Regions from separate parts of the Mus musculus genome. Here region 2 is linked to region 1. The links are chromatin contacts, called in public HiChIP or PLAC-seq maps. All regions are on one chromosome and are shown on one strand. The core of a region is the stretch at or near the end of the contact, and the rest is flanking DNA. Distances in the headings are between cores, read along the strand shown.

Region 1 (3,246 bases), core at 356-2,855:
TGCTTTGTAGAGAACATTGGCATGTATGGTCATCAGGGTAAATGTTTTTAGTTTTCCTGTGTGGGGGATCTTTATATGGTTCTGATACTAAGGTAATGCTGGCTTCAGAAGAAGAAGTTGGCAGTTCTTCTCATTTCAGTTAGAGAAGAAGTTTAAGAGGAATTTGAATAAGTCGTTTAAATATTTTGCGTAGTTCAGCAACAAAGCTCTCATGTTCTTGAGGCTTTCCTCAGATGGGAGATTTTAGTTATTGTTTCAGTGTTGCTGCTCACTATTTGCATATTTAGATTTCTAATTTGATAGTGTGTATTCAGAAACGTATCCATTTCTTGTAGGCCGTCCACATTGTTAGTATCTAATATGGGTCTCTCATGGTCCTTTGCATTTCTGTGCTGTGAGAAACCTTGTTTCATCTCTGACTTTGAGTCTTCTCCATCTTCCTTGTTAGAGCAGAACATTTAGTCGTTCTCATTTACCTTTTCAAAACCCACAGCTCCATCACTCAGCATGCTGGTCACAGAACATGGTGGCCCATGTCTGTCATCTCCCCACTGTGGAGACAGACAGGGAGATCTAGGTCACCTGGGCTGCAAAGGCAAAGCCTGTCTTATAAACAACAAGAAGCTGCTTTGATTGATTGTAGTTTTTAAAATTTCCATTCTGGTTGTCAGTCTTTTCTCTCGTTTGGATTTTCTTTGCTCTCACTCCAGATTGTTAGTGTGCTGCGGAGTCTGTGGGGTAGCGCCTTTGATTTGCCCATGTACTACTGCATGCTTCTCTGTAATGTGCTTCTTTACCCAGACTTCATAGACTCTGGTATGTTAGGGTCATTTTCATTCTTATAGCATTTTGTATTTCTTTTTTAACTTCTCCAGTTAGCCACTGGACTTTTAGGAGCGTGTTACTGAATTCCCATCTATGTGCATACTTTCTACTGTGGCCACTCTGTGCTTCTCTCCCATTATGAGAAAATGTCACGGTTTCAGTTTGGTTTGGTTTGGTTTGGTTTAAAGATGTATTTATTTTATTTATATGAGTACACTGTAGCTGTCTTCAGACACACATCAGATCCCATTACAGATGGTTGTGAGCCACTATGTGTTTGTTGTGAATTGAACTCAGGACCTCTGGAAGAGCAGTCAGTGCTCTTAACCATTGAGGCATCTCTAAAATTTCCCATAATTTCTGTTTTTAAAAGTTTATTAAAACTTAGCTAGGCAGTGGTGGCATACACTTTTAATCCCAGCACTCAGGAGACAGAGACAGGTACATCTCTGTGAGTTGGAGGCCTACTGGGTCTACAGAGTAAGTTCCAGTATACCCAGGGCTACAAAAAGAAACCCTGTCTTTTGAAAAAAAAAAAAAGTCTGTGTTTTTATATATATTGCCTGACAGAACATCTTAAGGGTAGAACTATTTATTTGGGTCCTGGCTTTATTGATTTCTGGACCCATAAGCTTGAGCAGAATATAATGACAGTAGGAGTGTATACTAAGGGATCTGTTTACTCATGGCTGGATAAAAGAAAAGAGAGGGACTGTAGAAAAGAGCAGGACAATTTATTGTCCTCATTAACACAGTGACACACTTCCTCTAACTGGGCCCAACCTCCTGACGTAACCACATCCTAATACCATCATATTATGAATCATCAACCAATCGCTACACTATGTCAGTACCTTCATAAGCAAACTTTCCGTGGAAATTCCTTTCAAGCACACCCAGAAATGTGGTCTACTAATCACTTAGATGTCTATTTGATGTTTGTACTAGCCACCACATTTGATGATGTGCCCTAAAGATTGTTCCGTGCATTGATAAGAGAGGGAAAACATGTGTCCTACTGCTGTTGGATGAAAAAAAAAATGTGTCCTATTGCTGCTGGTAAAAGATGTATACATGGAGGAATAGGAGGCAGAGACAGGAGAACCCCAGAGACTCATTAGCCAGCAGGCCTGGTACACAACAGTGAAAATTAAGAGACCCTGTCTGAAACAAGATGGAAGGTGAAGACCACTGCCTGCACTTATCCTCTGACGTCACACATGGGACCACATTCACATGTGACAGCAGGAAAGAGGAAAACACTTGGTTAAAGCTCCATGTTGGTAGCTTGCAGGCGGTCCTTTGGATTTTTTATACATAGTCATCCATATAGTTGGAGCTGTGAAAAATCACTGAGATTGTTCTCAATACACTCCCTTTTCATCTGCTGGGATTCCTGTAGTGTGAAAGTTGTCCATTTGGTAGTATTCCATAAAGTCCATAAGTTCTCTGTTCTTTTCATTCTCCCTCCTTTTCCTATCTAACTACTGCTATGCCTGAGGTTAACTCGGAAGGCGTGTCCTCCACATCAGAAACCCTTCCACTTGTTGTAGTCTTTTGTGGAAGCTATTACTTTTTTTTTTTTTTTCAGGGTTTTAGTTCGAAGATCAGTCTTTGTTTTTTGTTTGTTTGTTGTACAGATTCTGTGTCTTTGGTGAATTTCTCACTTGTACCTTGAATTGTTTTTCTCATTTCTTTGTATCATTCATGTGTTTTGCTTTGTATGTCACTAAGTTCAAATCATTGCTTTACATTTTTTTTCAGGCATCCTTAGCTTTTTCTCTGAGATCTTTTTCTGAAAGATTGTTTTCGTTAAGGGCATTAGGCTTCCTCTGATGCTCTCTCCTCGAACTGATGTCTACATATTTGGTGTAATATTTACTTACTCTGACTATTTTATGAAGTAGCTTTTGTACGAAAGGTTTTGTTTGTATGGATCTATCAGTTGGTAGGTGCATCGGGTTCAGTTATAGGCAGCTCACTAGCACATCTCTCAGTTTCTTCAGCTTTGGTGTCAAGTGTCTAGAATGCAATGATCCCAAAATTGTCATAGGTTTTCAGTGGACATAAGCAAAGTGACATGTCCATTAGCAATACATACTTGAGCCCTGGTGGCACCAGTGCTTGCAGTTGTATTTGTAGTGTTGATGATGCAGAATATGGAGAGAACTATCCCTTGGTCCCTCAGTACAAGAAGAGCAATGCTATAGTTTCTAATAACACCTACCATAGTTCCTGATCTATAGAAAGTGAAGACATTCTCCAGGACCTTCAGGATAAATGCAGGAGATACCTGGGCCTCTGACATCAGCAACCATTCCTTAGAGCCATATTCTTAGAGAATAGTGTAGAACTTTCTCTCTGACATCTAGGATGAGTACAGGTCATGCTGACTTCTGTGGTAATAGTAACCTTGAACTC
Region 2 (3,451 bases), core at 843-3,342, 420 kb after region 1:
AAGGCATACAACATTATTTAAAATACATCCATAGGGAAATGACTTGGTGGGGAATGTGAAACAGGGCAGAGGGAGAATGACAACGTGTAGGGAGTCTTTACTCTAGGGATATATGAAATACATAGCACAGAAAATGATGTCGCTAGCAAAGACCTCACAAACCAGTCCAGATAGAGTCCCATTACTTAACATTATCTTGAAGAATTATCAAGTACACCTTAGAAACAAAATCTAAGGACCTTTACCTATCTTTGACAATGAAAAACCCCTAAAACATGTCCCCAGATTTCTTCCAGTTATAAATCCCAGTCTTACGATTCCAGATCAACTTTCTTCCCCACTTGTTCCAGTTGCTGCACTTTAAAAAACACCACAATAGATTCTTTTTTTTTAATTTAGGACTTTTTATTGGATATTTTCTTTATTTACATTTAAAATGTTTTCCCCTTTCCAGGTCTCCCCTTCACAACCCTCCCTATCCCATCCCCCTCACCCTGCCTCTATGAGGGTACTCCCCCACCCACCCACTCCTGTCTGCCCACCCTGGCATTCCCCTACACTGGGACATCAGGCCCAAGCGACTCTACTCCCAGTGATGCCAACAAAACCATCTGCCACATATTCGGCCAGAGCCACGGGTCCCTCCATGTGTACTCTTTGGTTGGTGGTCTAGTCCCCTGGAGCTCCTTAGGGGTTTGGTCGATTTACACTGTTGTTTCTCCATGGGACTTAAAACCCCCCTCAGTTCCTTCAGTTCTTTCTCCAACTCCCCCACTGGGGACTCCACACTCAGTCCTATGGCTGGCTGCTAGCATCCTCCTCTGTATTTGTCATGCTCTGGCAGAGTGTCTCAGGACACAGCCATATCAGGCTCCTGTCAGCAAGCACTTTCTGGCATCCACAATTAGCGTCAGGATTTTGATGACTGTATATGGGATGGCTACTATCCACTTATCAGTGAGTGTATACCATGTATGTTCTTTTGTGACTGAGTTACCTCACGCAGGATAATTTCAAGTTCCATCCATTTGCCTGTGAATTTTCATGAAGCCATTGTTTTTAATAGCTGGGTATTACTCCATTGTGTAAATGTATCACATTTTCTGTATCCATTCCTCTTTTGGAGGACATCTGGGTTATTTCCAGCTCCTGGCTATTATAAATATGGCTGCTATGAACATAGTGGAACATGTGTCCTTATTACATGTTGGAGCCTCTTCTGGGTATATGCCCAGTAGGGGTATTGCTGAATCCTCCAGTAGTACTATGTCCAATTTTCTGAGGAACCACCTAACTGATTTCCAGAGTGGTTGTACCAGTTTGCAATCCCACCAGAGGAGTGTTCTTTTTTCTCCACATTCTTGCCAGCATCTGCTGTCACCTGAATTTTTGATCTTAGCCATTCTGACTGGTGTGGGGTGGAATCTCAGGGTTGTTTTGATTTGCATTTCTCTGATAACTAAGGATGTTGAATATTTCTTTAGGTGCTTCTTGGCCATTCGAGTTTCCTCAATTGAGAATTTTCTGTTTAGCTCTGTTCCCCATTTTTTTTAATTTTTATTTTTTGATACAGGGTTTCTCTGTGTAGCCCTGGCTGTCCTGGAACTCACTCTGTAGACCAGGGTGGCCTCAAGCTCAGAAATTTGCTTGCCTCTGCCTCCCAAGTTGGGATTAAAGGCGTGTGCCACCATACCCGGCCTCTGTTCCCCATTTTTAAATAGGGTTATTTGGTTCTCTGGAGTCTAACTTCTTGAGTTCTTTGTATATATTGAATATTAGCCCTCTATCAGATGTGGGATTAGTAAAGATCTTTTCCCAATCTGTTGGTTGCCACAAAACAGATTCTTTTATTCAATTAAAAATGACTTAGTTTTTTTTTTTCTTGTGTTACTTAGCAACTTGGTCATAAATGTGGACCCTGGGGGCCCTTTGAGCTGTCATGGGATGTTGGTCAAGATATTCAGTTTCAAAAATGTTTTTCAGGAGCAAAAACCTTTTCACAGAAGCTAAAGTTGAGCAACCTTCTAGATGTCTTTGTTTGTTCTTCTGACTCAAGTTTATTGCAGGAACAAAGATTCATCTTGCATCATTTTATGGTTAGCTCTTCAAACATCTTGATGTTTGCTTCCGTTCTTAAACTAACAAACTCTCCACAGCGTACCTACTGTGGACACCAAGTTTTCTTTTACAAGCTTTTTCTCGCCTTTAGACTTTGTGTGTATTCAAGTTTTCACCAAGTTTTTACATAGAAACATATTTGTAGCCCAGTACAGCCAACAGCTACCATCCCAGTCAGCAAGCAGCTACACAAACAGCATACAGCTGAGAGTAAAGGAACCTTTAAGTTCTTATCACCCAAAACACCCCTGGGTGTCAAAGGAGCAATGTGTGTAGGTTCTCTCTGCCATTCTCCAACTCTGACACCCACAAACATTTTCCTTGGAGTGTGAGTGATGAATTTAAGTTATTTTTATCAAATTTAATTAATTAGATTTTTGTCAGCCTTCAAAGCCAAGGATAAACGACAGCTGCCACCATGTTGTAGAGAATATGGAATGCAGCGAGCAGCTTGTGTGGACATTCTTTAAAACAACACAAATGTTAAGCTTCCCCATAGGCAAGGAAGCCCTGGGATTCTTTATTCTATAGTGTTCATATCAGGCTCTCCTTAAATCACTGGTGTTACAAGCCTTGAAAGTAAAAACTACCCTGTACTGTATTTTACTTCCTATACAATATTCAGTACATGGCAGGAAATAGCCACACTTTAGTGTCCAGTATACTTTCCTTAGGTTATTTTGCCCAAATATGAGTTTGGGGTGCATATAAAATAGACTGAGTTAAGCTGCAATGTTCTTCACATTATCCTTACTGCTTGAATTCTCCTTTTACACATCTTCAATTTGTGATAGGCTTCCTGGGATATAATCCATCCCATATCCAGACACATCCAATTCAGCTTTCGGCCACCCAAGGCAGATGCTTGTCCCATTGTTTTATACTTGACAGCTAGACAAGAGGTATGTGAGTTTCTAACATGGACAGATCAGATGGTAAAGAAAGAGGAAATAAATATGGAAGTCTCTGTGAGGACTGAGATGATCTTTAGAATCCTGAGAACTTGCTGGGGCAGGGTACAGACATGAGGAAGACTCTGGCCTTTTATGGATACAAGGATTTGAAAAGATGTTCAGTGGTAATGGATGTTGGGTGAGGAGAGACCGAAGGCGTCCTTCACTGGTAGCCAGGTTGTGCATAGAATTAGCTATGTATTTGTTGCTGCTAACATTACTACCGCTGTTGCTATTTGGGGTAGATTTAAGACATTATTTTTTCAAACTGTAAAGTAATATATATTTGTAATAATAACTATTATCAAAGATAAGTACATAGAGTTAAGTACATAGAGTTCAGAGCCAGAAAAAAAATGTGAATTCAAATTTTGCCTCTA

Evidence for each region. HiChIP or PLAC-seq counts read pairs in DNA pulled down with a chosen protein or histone mark.
Region 2: a contact with region 1 is called in an HNF4G HiChIP or PLAC-seq map of pancreatic cancer cells. The contact joins two enhancer-like sites. A contact is called at or near these places in 1 of 15 datasets of contacts at CTCF or cohesin (the NIH/3T3 cell line) and 1 of 115 datasets of contacts at active chromatin or transcription factors (pancreatic cancer cells).

What each region holds. Positions count from the first base shown.
Region 1 is chr3:132,789,701-132,792,946 of GRCm38.p6, forward strand. All of the region lies in intron 23 of Tbck (TBC1 domain containing kinase), which reads left to right. Among named protein-coding and RNA genes, the nearest start is that of Gm30294, 14 kb to the left of the region's middle. Within about 2 kb of position 1,606, at least 39 of the 459 cell types and tissues checked have an H3K27ac peak or open chromatin away from gene starts, as enhancers often do. A contact at or near this core is called in pancreatic cancer cells, where this site is marked.
Region 2 is chr3:133,209,484-133,212,934 of GRCm38.p6, forward strand. The region is part of intron 1 of Arhgef38 (Rho guanine nucleotide exchange factor (GEF) 38); the gene reads right to left. Among named protein-coding and RNA genes, the nearest start is that of Arhgef38, 24 kb to the right of the region's middle. Within about 2 kb of position 2,093, at least 24 of the 459 cell types and tissues checked have an H3K27ac peak or open chromatin away from gene starts, as enhancers often do. A contact at or near this core is called in pancreatic cancer cells, where this site is marked.